Linked DNA regions of Mus musculus: all the other regions are linked to region 3. The links are chromatin contacts, called in public Hi-C and Micro-C maps. All regions are on one chromosome and are shown on one strand. Each heading gives the region's core, a stretch centred on a gene start, on an enhancer-like site or on the middle of the called end of the contact. The rest is flanking DNA. Distances are from core to core; before and after follow the strand shown.

Region 1 (4,512 bases), core at 963-3,462, 180 kb before region 3:
CCACATTTGTGGGGACTTGGATAAGCAAATCTTGCTGTGGGGGGAGGGTGTTCTAGAGCTTTCCATGTTTTGTTTCTTGCTTCTATTTCTGTTTAGGACTCAAATGTATTTGTGATTTGTGCTGATTCCCTAGGGAAGGTGTTTGTAGAAATGCCTCTGGGAGACTGGGAGTAGCAAAAAGGAATAAGATAAAAGGTGCACAGATATTTTTAAGGCGTGTAACTCCTCGTGGATGTATTGTCTTAACACAGGTGGTTTGCCCCGTTGCTAACCATCAGCTAACCCAGCTACTTCGTTCATCATTCCTCAATTCCTACTGATGTTCATATTCTCTGGGTGCTTACAGTTGGTGCTCATTCTCTGGCTCTTTTAGTTATCAGCATCACCAGGATTCCACTGTAGGCTCCCCAGACTTTGTGATGTCTCTGAAGAAAACGCGCAAGCGTGCACGCACACACACACACACACAAAGCATAATGTAGAAGATGAATACAGTTTGTCATGGAGCAAAGAGAGCAAAGAGAAATACTCCTAAGGGGTAAAAATGGCCTAATGGACCATTGTGCAGATCTACATTGTAGGTCAGCTTTATGCCGTTTCTAAGTAGTCTAGCAGACAGTTTTCCAGAGGAACATTCCCCTGGGGAGGTGACTGACAGGCCCATTTGGATTGACTCTCACCTGAGACCAAGGTGTGCCCTTCGGTTTTATAAGAAAACACCCGGATAGTAATCCCCAAGGGTTAAGGGCTCTATAGAATCAGGTTTAGATAGTTATCAGCTAGTGTCTGTTCTCCAAGCAGTCTAAAATGCCACAGCTCCTTCCAGGGCCAGCTATGACTTGCTCTGTTCCTTGGGCTGGTAGTTCTGGTACTGTAGTTCCAGCCTTAGTTTTACAAGTTATTGGTTAGAGGGTAGTGGGGAGGGAGTCCAACACCAATAGTCTCTAATCCTAATCCTGCCAACTAGCAACCTAACAACACACATCGCCGTGTGTCTGTCTGGAACACGCACGCAAATGCTCTGGTGACCATGTTGTCTTAAAACCAGAGCATTGCTTCTGGAAGTCTGATGCTGCTGCCTTTAAATTATTCAGTGAACCTTTTTCCGGTTCACAGGGCTGCAACAGCAGGGAAAGCAGTGGGAAAGAGCCAAGATTTAACAGGCAGAGAAACAGAAAGGGGAAGAGGTGGCAACAGGAAGGCGCTAACAGGGACCTGCTGACCAGGGCCACTGCAGAGCCCGTTCTCCAGTGGGTATTGAGAGACGAGTGTGAAGCATTGGAGTGGCTCTCAGTCAGCGTCATCATTACCACCTTAGGGACATTCATTAACCCGTCTGTTTCCGTGTATATTGCTCGTGGGTTTTTTTCTTTCTAGACTGCTGTTTGAGGACAATAACTTCATTTTGTGTCATTTTAATGTTATTTACCCAGATCTGGCTCTTGATAGAAATCTGACACGTGGGATCTGTTCAGTTTGGTCCCCTTCCCTTTAGCTCTAGCCTAGATCTGTCCCACACATCTGTCACAAAAGAAACCCATCTCTTGACAGTTTAGTTCACCATGACTCATACACTGAAAGGCGGCCTCTCTAGATTGAAAAGAAGGAGTTTCAAAGGGATTAATTGTTCAGTGGCTAAGAAACTTAATCCTTTAAAAGTAACTGAGCTTATAGCACCCTCAAATTTGATTTTTAGCATGGCAGGATGGAGGCTTTCTATGTTCCTCGGGTCAATGGCTGGGGCCCGTGAGTAAAACCAGTACAAGGCAGAGGAGCAACCGAAAACCGAAATCAGTTTGAATCACGTGCATCTATCTACATCGTCACCCACAGAGGAAGCCGTAGCTCAGGAAGCAGCCAGAACCAGGCGTTTACACGTGAAATCTTAGGCTTGATCAGGAAAGGGAGATTTTAATCCTGATGGGAAAGGGACTTCTGAGAAAATACCTAAGAACTGGATGGTGGGCAGGGCAGTCTGGTAAGCCGCAGCCTGCAGATATGGTGCTTTCTCTCATGGTGAGTGACCGCTTTCATCCTTTCCTCTGGGTACAGGAGAGTGTGCCACCTTTACAAGTAGGAATTGCTTTTCTAAGTGGAGATGTCCTTAAAAAGGGAAACTTACATCTATTTCCAGTGCTTTCCCTGGGTCTGCTATTCCTCAACTGCCTTCAGCACAGAATAGGCCATATGCCGAGGAGCCTATTTTGGGGTGGCGTATTCCTGTCTCCACCACCCATCATCCTTCTTTCTATATCGGGATAGACTATTAAAACCATCTGTGCTTCAGTTTACATGGTCAATACATTTGGGAACCGTAATACTTATTTCTGTCAGTCTCTGGTATTGCCAGGATGCTCTGTCTAATGGAATCTGGTGACTGAATATGTATGTCTTACACTGTGTCTTAAAGCGAGAACGTTTATATTCTTTCACGACATTGGGTAGGATCAGAACCCACTGAATACATGTCAGCATCAGTCAACACAAAGATGAAAGAGAAGCAGAGATGTTAGTGGGCTGTGGCGAGCCCAGTGGGATTGCCACGTTGCGTGTCATCTGGGCAGAGGAAGCACTAATGGCCAAAGCTGAATATTTGCTGCTTGCCTCCCTGGTCCCCAGTCCTGCTTTTGTCAAGAGCCCCTGTTCTCCTTTGGGATCGGTTTCTTTTCCATCTTATCCCTTATGGTCCAGATGGGGCTCTTGCTCTGAGGGTGGGAGCTGGATTAAGGCCTAAACCAATTGTCACTGCTTATTTTGTTGGCACAGGGTAGGGCAGAAATCCATACCAGTTGAATGACCATGAATATCTGGACATTTCTTAATAGTTCTGAATAAGAAATGTTTACTGTATTCCCCAGATAAAAACCAGCAAGGAAGGACAGGAACCCCAAATGACAGTTCTGAGAGCATCCGTGCTAGAGGCCACACATGCCAGAGAGCTCTAGACCTTATTCCTCCTCCCCTTATCTCCTAGGTGAACAGCTCTGCCCAGAGATTGGAGGGAGACAGAGGGCGGTGACTGGAGTTGTGAGCTCACCTACTCTACAACTTTATTCCAGTCTCTTCCATAAGTCAGTCCCTTACAATACACCCAGACTGACCCCTCCTGCTGCAGTAGGATCTCTGTATCTTCCCTCCCCTCCCTCCCTCCCTCCCTCCCTCCCTCCCTCCCTCTCTTCCTCTCTTTCTCTCCCTCCTTCCCTTCTCCACTTAGAAATCCATAATAAACTTCTTTCTAAAACTCACCCTCTGTGGTCTGTGAATTTCATTCTTTAAATTTGCAAGACAAGACCCTGAAGGCCACTGGCTTCTGTGGCCTTCAAGTGGTTTTTCTTTCCAGGCCCCTAGCTGTTTAAGTGGAGACAGCAGCCATTGTTCTCAAAGACAACCAATATTCCTGCATCACAAGAAAGATGTTTCCAGAGCAGGTAGCACTATTTTAGGGCTGTAGAGAAAGAGAATCAGAGAAAGGAATCAACACAGAAGCTGACTCATAGGACACATAGAAAGTCAGCCCCAGAAACTAGTTGAATATTCGTGCCTGAACTTTTGAACTTCCCAAGGAAATGAGCTGATAATTTTTTTTTTGATTCAGATTGATTTGAGTCAAATATGGTATTATTTGCAGATGTGAAAAAAATTGGAATGTAGGTACCGGGTTAGTTTAGTTTCTTCAAGTGCAAAGGGTGGGGGTGGCTACAGAGTGAGGACAAAGAAAAGTGCCCACACATCATAAGAGGGTCCAGGAAGGTCTATGGAGTCGGAGCAACGGCTCCTGGGAGGTAAAGGCAGCACACGGTGCCAGGCTGTGTCACCAAGATATGCAACTTATCTATCTCCCGATTCAGTCTTTAAGGTTTAATTTTTGGCTAACTCCCCAACAATTTTGTTTAAAACATAATTTTGACAATCTAAATTTAGACTATAAACCTTCCCAAGGCCTACTGACCTTCTGAGAAATATGTGAACTATAAGAACTAAAAATAAAGCCAAGCCCCTTTCTAAAAACCTTCAACCATCTGAAAGTCGAAAAGGCTCATGGATTCCTACAGTCCAGCTCCCCGAGACTTTGTTACCAATAGCAACAGATAGTTATTTTGAACACAAGCTCTAACATCACTCACTTTCTCTGCTTTCTTATTGGCAATGGGGCAGAAAATCTGTGGTAACCTCCCATGGTGAAACTATAAGATGATTTTAGAGAGCCCCAGAAAGAAGTCAACTTTGCCCTTCTACCCCTAATACATGCTCAGGACCTATGGCTTCAGTTCCATTATCATTTGTGTCCTTACTGGTCAGAACACAAGGTTCCCTCATGGTAAGGGATTCCCTTTAAATAATACAAAAAAGGTGCTGTGCAGGCTGGTTTTGTGTGTCAACTTGATACAAGCTGGAGTTATCACAGAGAAAGGAGCATCCCTTGAGGAAATGCCTCCATGAGATCCAGTTATAAGGTATTTTCTCAATAAGTGATCAAGGTGGGAGGACCCATTGTGGGTGGTGCCATCCGTA
Region 2 (4,648 bases), core at 1,126-3,625, 160 kb before region 3:
TTTTTTTTTTTTTCTGGAGCAAAGGAGCCAAATGTTGCACATGGAGTCAGTTTAGAAGGAGTGGGTGGCCAATGCTGGGAACTGCACTCTGCAGCACTGGCTGACTCCCTCTGTGGAGGTTATTTGTAGAGGTCTGCACACTTCCAATCGAAGGTCACATCACATGCACTCACTGAGAGCAGATGAGGGGGATCACATCCCCTGGAGGAGGCTGCAGAAGGCCATAGTCAGCAGTTGTGAAAAAGCCAAAAAGCTTTGAGCATACTTAACTACAGTTAGTGATGCCTGGTTCTCTCTCTCTCTCTCTCTCTCTCTCTCTCTCTCTTTCTGTCTCTCTCTCTCTCTCTCTCTCTCTCACACACACACACAAATTGTTCTCATCTTCAATTCTAATAATGTTAGGATAAAAACAATTTTAAGCGTTTATTTATTTATTGTGTGTGTGTGTGTGTGTGTGTGTGTGCACACGCATATGAGTGGAGGTGCTTGTAGAGACCAGAAGCATCAGATGTCCCTCAAGCTAGAGTCACAGGCAGTTGTGAGCTACCCCATGTGGATGCTGAGAACTGGCTTGGGTCTCCCGCAAAGGCAGTATGAGTTTTTAACCTCTAGCCATCTCTCCTGACCCAGGATGAAAATCATTAAACAAAGAACACTTGATTTTCAAGGTTCCTGGTCATTCTGCCAAGAGTGTCGAGGAGGCACACACTGGCACTGCCACCAGTAGCCTGAGGAGTCTCCCCTAGGGTCTTCTACTCAAGTAAAGCCAGACCTTTGTCAATGGTGCCACTAAAGAACAGATAATAAGCCCAAGTCCTGAATGAACTCTGAATTTAGAAAAACATTTAGCTTTATGTCTTGTATACACTAAGAATTCAAAACATTAAGGGACCTAAGGAGATGGCTCAGTAGGTAAAGCACTCGCCTCACAAGCACAAAGACATGAGTTCAAATCCCAGAGCCCACACATTGTATGCACCTGTAATCCCAATGATTCCACACTGAGATGAGAGATAGACCGGAGAGAAGACTGGGGAAGTTCAAGAGCCAGCTAGCCTTTGTGTATGCATAGAAAACAACAATGAGACCCTGACTCAAACAAAATGGAAGTCAAGGCTGACACAGGAAGTTGTCTCTGGTCTTTATAGGTGTACCCTGCCATGTCCCAGCAGTCCCACACAGACATGCATGCAAGAAGATTAAAAAAATAAAAAGAATTCAGTAAACATCATTCCCATATTAACAGTGACATCATCATTGGAATTGTTTGAGACTACATAATTAGGACTGGAGAGATGGCTCAGACATTAAAGGCTAGGCTCAAAACCAAAAAGACGTAAGACTGTATTATTAGCATGAAGTTTATTTACTTATTTGTTTTTAATATGCTTTTAATTGTAATAGAATTACATCACTTCCCCTCCCTTTACCTCCTCCAGCCCCTCCCAGAAACTCTTCCTCCCACCCCTCCCATGTTCTCCCACTCTCAACTTGATAGCTTCTTCTTCTTTGATTATTCTTGTTACATACATAATGTGTGTGTGTGTGCGTGTGTGTGTATATATGTATGTGTGTATATGCACAAATGACACACACACACACATATATATATATACACACACACACACACATATGCAGACACACACATATACACACAAACATATACACACATACATACACACATGCACATACACACACATGCACACACACACACACACACACACACAACCTTTTGAGTTCACTTTTGTTGGTGGTGTGTATATGGTTTCAAGGCTGACCACTCTGCATTGGACAATCAAGAAGGGGTTTCACCCCCAGGAGAAATCTTCTCCTTCTCCCAGCAGGTCATTAGTCACCTGTAGCCCTTGATCTAAGGGTGGGGCCCCGAGAAACTTCCTTTCCATGTTAACATGCTGGTTAATTTGCCATTGTTCCAGTCCTGTTTAGTTAGCACAATATTTAAATAGAAATAAGCTTAATGGAAATGTAAGCAGGGACATTACAGGAGAGGGATGCTTAGTCTTTAAAGACTCCCGTGTCTTTAAAAATGAGTTGTGTGTATGAGTGTGTGTATGTGTGTGAGTGAGTGTGTGTGTGTGTGTAAGTGTGAGTGTGTGCATGTGTGCGAGAGAGTCTGTGCTTTTCTAAGTTACACTGTTTAAAGAGTATAATTTTCAACAAGGTTTAAAGATTAATCAAAGTTTTAAACTTAAGCAAAGTTTATAAACAGAGTAAAAAGTCTATCAGTTGTTTGACTTATTTTTCTTCGAGGCTTTTCCTTCGCTCGCGAGGCCGTGATGCTAGCTTTGTGAGAAGTGTGGTTTAGATTTAGAGCACTAACAAGTTAAACTCAAGGCCATGGAAATGCTGGCCCTGAGTCAGCACCCTCTGCTTTTTAACATCCTTGCTGGAGATACTGGTAGAAAAGCGAGCACTCTCTCTGCAGGCGATCTTGGTTTTATCAGTTGTGTTGAAATTTCTTGACTCTAAGCCAGCCGAAAATACAAACGAAACGTCGTTGGGGTGAGGATGTTTTTGCTTTCCCATGCCCCCTTAATTCTCGCTGCCTCTCAGCCTTGCCTCAATTCCAAGTCCTAAGATGGAGAGTGGCTGACTTTCCCAGAACGATGTGGTGTAGGCAGAGATGGTACACAGACTACAGTGCCCCAGGAGTCAGAAACAGTACCCACACATGGAAATCGCTTCATGGAAACAAGATAAAACTTTGTCCCTTCTGTGGGGACAAGAGGGAGAAAGAGCCAGGCTGAATATATATATGGCTATACCACCTTGGCTAATGAGTGTGGCTGGCTGTGTGGCTGTGGTTTGTAGCACCCACAGGGAGTGTATTAGATACTCGTTGCTGTGGCAAGATTCCCAATGAAAACAGCACAGAGAGAAAAGATTTGCGCTCGCTCCTGTTCCAAGGGTCTTCAGTCTATCGCAGCAGGGAAATGCTGGTGGATCAGATCCACTCGTGGCAGTGGGCATGAATGAGGAGGCTGTTCTCTTAGAGTCTTGCACGCTAGGCAAGAGCTCTACCACTATGTGTGTCTCCAGCGCTAATTGTTCACCTTTTACACTCCTGTCCAGCACATCGGTGCCCTTCTGCCTTTGAGTGAACTGTTGAAAGATGCCTTAGGGTTCATCTGCTTCGGAAGAATAGAGACAAAGTTACCAGAGCAACCAGGAGTGTCTTCCATAGTTAATGTGACAAAAGAAGGAAGTTCCCAGGTCATAGTGGAATTTCTTTGTCCTAGGAATTACCACAGGACAGCAGTCTGGTCACCTGAGACTGAGGCTTTGTTTATATTTTTAAGAAGTTGGTGGGCAGGTTGGGGATGCAGTCAGCTGGTAGAGTGCTTGCCTAGCATGCATGAAGCCTGGGTTCAATCCCCAGTACTGACTAAAAACTGGGCAGGGTGGTGTCTGCCTGCAATCCCGGCACTTGGGAAGTGGAAGAAGGAATATTAGAAGTCCCAGGTCACCCTTGGCTGTGTAGTAAGCCTGGGTTGCGTGAGACCCACTCTCGAGAAAAAAACAAAACAAAGCCGAACAGGTTTGTAGAGGGTCACAGACTGAAAACTATGTAGTTTTGTGTTTGCTATTTGGCAAGTGGGATCCCCAGTGTGTGGGGAAACTAATAAAAGCCTGTGAAGCTTTGAATTCATAGTGTGTGTGTGTGTATGTGTACAAATGTCTGTGTGTATCTGTGCATGTGCATGTGTGAGTGCACATGCCTGTGTGTCTATGCATGTGTATATGTGTGTGTGCATATGTGTGTGTGTGTGCCTGTGTGTGTACATGTGTGTGTGTGCATACATATGCCAGCATCACGTTATTAGTGCCTTGAGATCCCCAGATAAAAGGCTTCTGTCAAGTCAAACCCCAGAGGAATGATAATGAGGATGGCTTTTTTTGGAGAGACTTTAGCTCTCCAAATGTTGCTGACTGAGGGTTTGCCATCTTTCCACTCCTTCAGCCGATAATGAACCAAACTACTCCAGTGAGAAATCATAGCAAGTGTTACAGAAAGCAAGGTGAATGTGAAATTCTATAACTTAAAAATTTCTATAATGTTCCCTTCCGGTACGTTAGTGTTCTTAGCTGATGTTATTGCCTGGCTTTTTATACATGAGTACCAGAATTAAGAGGAATTGAGAAGCGTCTGGGGGAAGGGACTAGAAAGCATGTCTAACTCACCTTTCTTCCTTAGGTTTAGCACTGCACAAATTTCCCCGAGGGAAAATTAATACTATTTTTGGTATTTTTAAAAAATTGTATATGTATGCCTCTGTGTGTGTGTGTGTGTGTGTGTGTGTGTGTGTGTGTGTGTGTATGTGTGTGTGTGTGTGTGCATGTGTGTACACTCACAGGCACAGAGACTAGAGAACAACCTTGGGTGTCATTTCTCAGCTACCACCATCCACCTTTTAAGACAAAAACAAATAAACACCACCACCAGCAAACCCAGGGCCTCTTATCAGCTTGGATTTCATTGATTGGTCTAGGCTGGCTGGCCCCTGGTTTTAGTTATTAGACAGAGTTTATTATCATTGTGAATCACCAAGAGTGCAATACTGATGAACGACAGGTCCCACACAGCTTCTGCTTTTAGGCCAAGCCTTCCTCTTGAGCAGGCTTCCCA
Region 3 (4,429 bases), core at 892-3,391:
GGTGGCCTGAGCACAGGCTCCCTGTGTACACACAGATTGATGCCAGGTCATGTGGAAACACACTAGGTTTCCCATTGTCCTTCACCGTTTCAGACCATTTCATGCGCCCATGCCTGTCTCTGCAGCAGCGTTGGCTCTCCATGGGCACTGCTTAATGTGGGTCTCCAGTTTATATGCTTGACTTTTCTCTCGAACTGAGCCTAAAATGCTATTTTTTCTCCTTAAGAACATTTGTGGGAAAACCTCCAGGAGAACTCTTACTTTACTCTTCTTATTCTCATTCTTTTCTTTAGAACTGGTCTTTGTTTTCCCCCTCATCGTGTTTCTCTGAGAAGAGCCATGTCCCGTGTGTACACGGGACAGCACAGAGCGGTAGTAGAGACACCTGCTTTATGTGGCAGGGCTTAGGATCCAGTGCCGCAGTCTCCAGCTTTGCTTCAGTGAAGCGTTGTTTGCCATGGCCTTGTCATTAACAGTAGACTATTGTAAGTGGGGAATGAGCAGGACTTCAGGGGAAAGTAATACAGTTTACTTATACCGAGATGTTTGCCCATTCCTTTCTCACAGCATAAATTCAAGCTGTAACGTGGGATCCAGGTTTCTCAGCCTCTTCTGTCACTTGGAGCCCATTGATGTCCTTGGTTAGTCACACCCTGCTTTAGAACAACAGTGGTACCAAGTCCTCCTGAGGGCTATGACGTCCCTAAGGTCATTTTCACAGAACTCTCTTAGCTCTTTGGCAGAACAATTCACAACTTCCATTTGTTCGTAAGTTAAAAGGAGCAGACAAAATGCTTACATGTGGCTGTGTGCGGACTCCAATGACTTAAAATTTAAACTTACATTTAGTGTGTGTGCACATGTGTGGAGTCAGAGGTCAACATGTAGGAGTCAGTTTTCTCCTTCTGCCTTGTGGTTCCTGGGACTTCAACTCAGGCCATCAGCCTTGGTGGTAAGCCCCTTTATCCACTGAGCCAGCTCACTGGCCCTGTCACACTGAGTTTTGGGGTGCTGTCTATTGAGGTGTGGTACATCTTTGATGTTGGATCTATTCTAGAGGGGGACACTTAGGACAACTGCTGTTAACTCGGAACAGAGAGGACCCAGGACTCCTCAGCCCAGTGTTCTCGCTGTAGCAACAGCCAGAAGAGACTACACATGTCCTTGGGGCAGTGTGAGATGGCACGTCCCATGCATTCAGTTGGGTGTGACAACCAACTGAATACCTCAGAATACCTCAGAAAGGCATCTTGAAAGGAGAAAGCTAGGTTTGGGCTCAGTTTCAGTCTCTGTAGTCATTTGGTGAGGCAGAACACCACAGTAGAGAGGACACAATGGAGCAGTTTCTCACCTATCACAAATGATTTAAAGAGAGAGAAGGACAGAGAGGGTGAGGAGGGAGGGAAGGAGGGAGGGAGGGAGGGAGGAGAGGGAGGGAGGGAGGGAGGGAGGGAGGGAGAGAGAAGGGGTGGGAAGGAAAGAACATGGAAGGTGCCAGGGTCTCAGTACACTTTGGTTTTTTTTTTATTTTGGGGGGTTGGGGTTTTTGTTGTTGTTGTTTTGGTAGGTTGGTTTTGTTGTTTTGTTTTTTCAAGACAAGGTTTCTCTGTGTAGCCCTGGCTGTCCTGTAACTCACCCTGTAGACCACTCTGGCCTTTAACTCAGAGCTTTGCCTGCCTCTGCCTTCTGAGTGCAGGGATTAAAGGCGAGTGCAGGACCCGTCCTCAGTATCTCTTTCAAGGGCTTGCCCCTGGGCCTTCCCCTTACAGCCAGGTTCTGCCTCCATGTTCCTCTCTCCTCCCAGTGGTGCCATCTGCTGGGGACAGACTCCTCAGCATCCCTGCCTTTAGAGGACATGCCAGACCAGACTATCACATCCTCACGAACTCTGGTCAGGTCTTTGGTCTCTTCCTCTGACCGGGTTGTTTCTGGTTATTGGCAAAGCCTCTGTCCAGCCCCGTGAGGCTTACCACATGGGTGAGGGCTGATAAGGTGGGCGCTCTGTAAATGCTCAGCTCTGAAGGAGTCCTAAGACAGAGTTTGAGTACGCAGAGCCTGCTAACGTTAAGGCAGGAGCAAGATTCGAGGAGCAGCGCAGGCTTAGTGAAGGTCTTTGTGGTAAGGAAGACTCATGGGAATCTGGCTGCTGAAACTGCCACCTGCTGGCTGCAAGGCCAGTGGTGATCTGTTTTCCTTGCTCAGCTTTTGCTGTCTTCCATTTGAAATGGGTAACGCTATCGGCCTCTCAGACTTACAAGGCTTAAGTAAAGTTATGTTTACACAGGCACTGGCGCAGAAGACAGACACTGTCAGTTTCCCTAAGTGACTGTTCTTGCTATTGCTCTTGGACTAGCAGCAGCTTTCCTAGTCTGAGGGATTATGCCTAGCTGTGAGAATACTGTGTTCACTGTGGGAGTTCAGACAGCATGGGGGAGAAGCAGCCAGATGAAGTAACCACCGTGGTCCAGCAATGGCTGGTACCAAGTCATACTGCTTCACTGTACCTCCAACCACAGATTGTCTCCATCTACAGACTGGAAGACAGTTGTGCTCAAAGCCACTGTTGTTGGTCACGCAGGTGAAGAAACCGTTGCCTGGAGAGGCTTTTTTTTTTTTTTGAAGTGATGTGCTAGGTGCCAGGTCCCATAAGTGTGATTTGAATGGTTTGTAGTTTGCTACAAACTGAAGATGGCAGATGGCAGCACACGAAGTGTCTGTAAGCATTTGGTGAGGAAGTTCAGGCATGATCTGGTAATTTACCAAGAAATCAGTGCTTAGGAGATAGGAACCAACTACTTGTAACAGTTTAAGTATTTTTGATGACAGGTGATAGATTCAAACAGATGAGAAGTTTTAATGTCCAAAGGGTTCCCAATAAACTCTTCTTTCCAACCTAGAGTTACCAAGTAGAGGGATTCTGTGCACATACACTTGGCCGTTTGTATCTGTGGCCTGTATTCTTGGATTAAACCAAGAATGTTCTAAATAAGTAATCTTTAAAAGCAGTAATGGCATCTGTACTGGGAGTCTGTAGACTTTCCCTTCTTACTGTTCCCTAAGCAGTGTAATGTAGGAACTGTTTGCACAGCATCTACATTGTCAGGTACTGGAAGCTGCCTACAGGTGATTGAGGGATGTAAGAGAATGGGGTAAGTCGTGTGCAAACGTGACACCATTCTACCTAGAAGGAACTTGGGAATCTGGGGCTTTTGTGCCTTTGATGATGGGTGGGGTGGTCCTGGACCCTTTCTCCACAGAAGCCAAAGTGTGGTGGTATGAACAGATGTAAAGCTTCCTGAGACACAGGGCAGCATTTGATTCTTCGTGTGATTTTTCTTTTCTGAGTATATGTGAGGGATTATGCCATATCACTGCACATGTGAATATCTTATTCTTTAATTCCTTAGCACTCTACTTCATGGGGATATTTAACCACATTCCCCCGATGGGTCTCTAGGTTGTGTCTCACCTTCAGTAATTTTATTTATTTTAAAGATTTGTTATTTATTTATTTATTTATTTTGTGTTTTTGTTTGTTTGTTTGTTTGTTTGTTTTACAATAGGGTTTCCCTGTATAGCCCTGGCTGTCTTGGGACATGCTCTGTAAACCAGGCTGGCCTTGAACCTACCACCCAGAAAGATTTATTTTATTTTATGTGTGTAAATAAATGCTTTACTTGTGTGTATGTATGCGTGCCACATGACCATGGAAAGCAGAAGAACTGTAGTTACAGATGGCTGTGAGCCACCATGTGGGTGCTGGAATTGAACTCAGGTCCTCTGCAAGAACAGCCAGGGCTCTAACCACTGAGCCATCTCCTCAGCCCCATTGTCTGTAATTTTAAATATTGTGTTAAAGCGAACAAGTTTGACTTACATATAAGTCACTTCACATTTCTACATGTGGGAGTTTTATTATACATAAAATTCTTAAATGAAGCTCATAGAGCTGTTTACATTTATTTATTTTTAAACCCACAAAGTCTCATTTGTGCCGACCACGTGCTTATGAGTATGGGTTCCACTGCAGTAGGTTGACCTGCCTGAGGCCACACCCTTACAGAAAAGTGACTGCTCCTCCCCCAGCGGCCCTCAATGTCAATAGATTCTGGAGCCCCTTCCCCACCTCATGTGGAATAGTGACTAGCTTGCTCTTGTCCAGGCAACCAGAGCTGTGATTTCATGAGTTCAAGGGTCCTGTCCCACCCAGAAGACACGTCTTCCCGTGGGGGCTGAGCTCTCCACAGACACTGCACTGGAGCAGTTGTCAGTTTCAGCACTAACTGCAGCCCACTGCACAGCGAGCGTCTGTACTGAGGTGTGGGGACTGCGCTAGCCTGTGTGCGTGAGGATCTGAAGCCAGAGTGCAGTTGGATACTAAGGGTGTGTTTTAAAGAGAAATACTCTATCTGCGGTGGTTAAGAGTAAC

Evidence for each region. Hi-C and Micro-C count contacts between places; a contact is called where the count stands out from the background.
Region 1: a contact with region 3 is called in a Hi-C map of cerebral cortex, with 2.3 times the contacts expected there. The contact joins two enhancer-like sites. A contact is called at or near these places in 3 of 484 Hi-C or Micro-C datasets (cerebral cortex, forebrain and nephron progenitors) and 3 of 115 datasets of contacts at active chromatin or transcription factors (embryonic stem cells and neural progenitor cells).
Region 2: a contact with region 3 is called in a Micro-C map of granulosa cells, with 2.7 times the contacts expected there. The contact joins two enhancer-like sites. A contact is called at or near these places in 2 of 484 Hi-C or Micro-C datasets (granulosa cells and nephron progenitors) and 3 of 115 datasets of contacts at active chromatin or transcription factors (the NIH/3T3 cell line and embryonic stem cells).

What each region holds. Positions count from the first base shown.
Region 1 is chr1:185,148,296-185,152,807 of GRCm38.p6, reverse strand. No RefSeq gene overlaps it. Among named protein-coding and RNA genes, the nearest start is that of Gm34797, 32 kb to the right of the region's middle. Within about 2 kb of position 2,212, at least 17 of the 459 cell types and tissues checked have an H3K27ac peak or open chromatin away from gene starts, as enhancers often do. A contact at or near this core is called in cerebral cortex and forebrain, where this site is marked.
Region 2 is chr1:185,123,843-185,128,490 of GRCm38.p6, reverse strand. No RefSeq gene overlaps it. Among named protein-coding and RNA genes, the nearest start is that of Gm34797, 8.1 kb to the right of the region's middle. Within about 2 kb of position 2,375, at least 4 of the 459 cell types and tissues checked have an H3K27ac peak or open chromatin away from gene starts, as enhancers often do. A contact at or near this core is called in granulosa cells, where this site is marked.
Region 3 is chr1:184,963,538-184,967,966 of GRCm38.p6, reverse strand. All of the region lies in intron 1 of Mark1 (MAP/microtubule affinity regulating kinase 1), which reads left to right. Among named protein-coding and RNA genes, the nearest start is that of Mark1, 34 kb to the left of the region's middle. Within about 2 kb of position 2,141, at least 32 of the 459 cell types and tissues checked have an H3K27ac peak or open chromatin away from gene starts, as enhancers often do. A contact at or near this core is called in cerebral cortex, forebrain and granulosa cells, where this site is marked.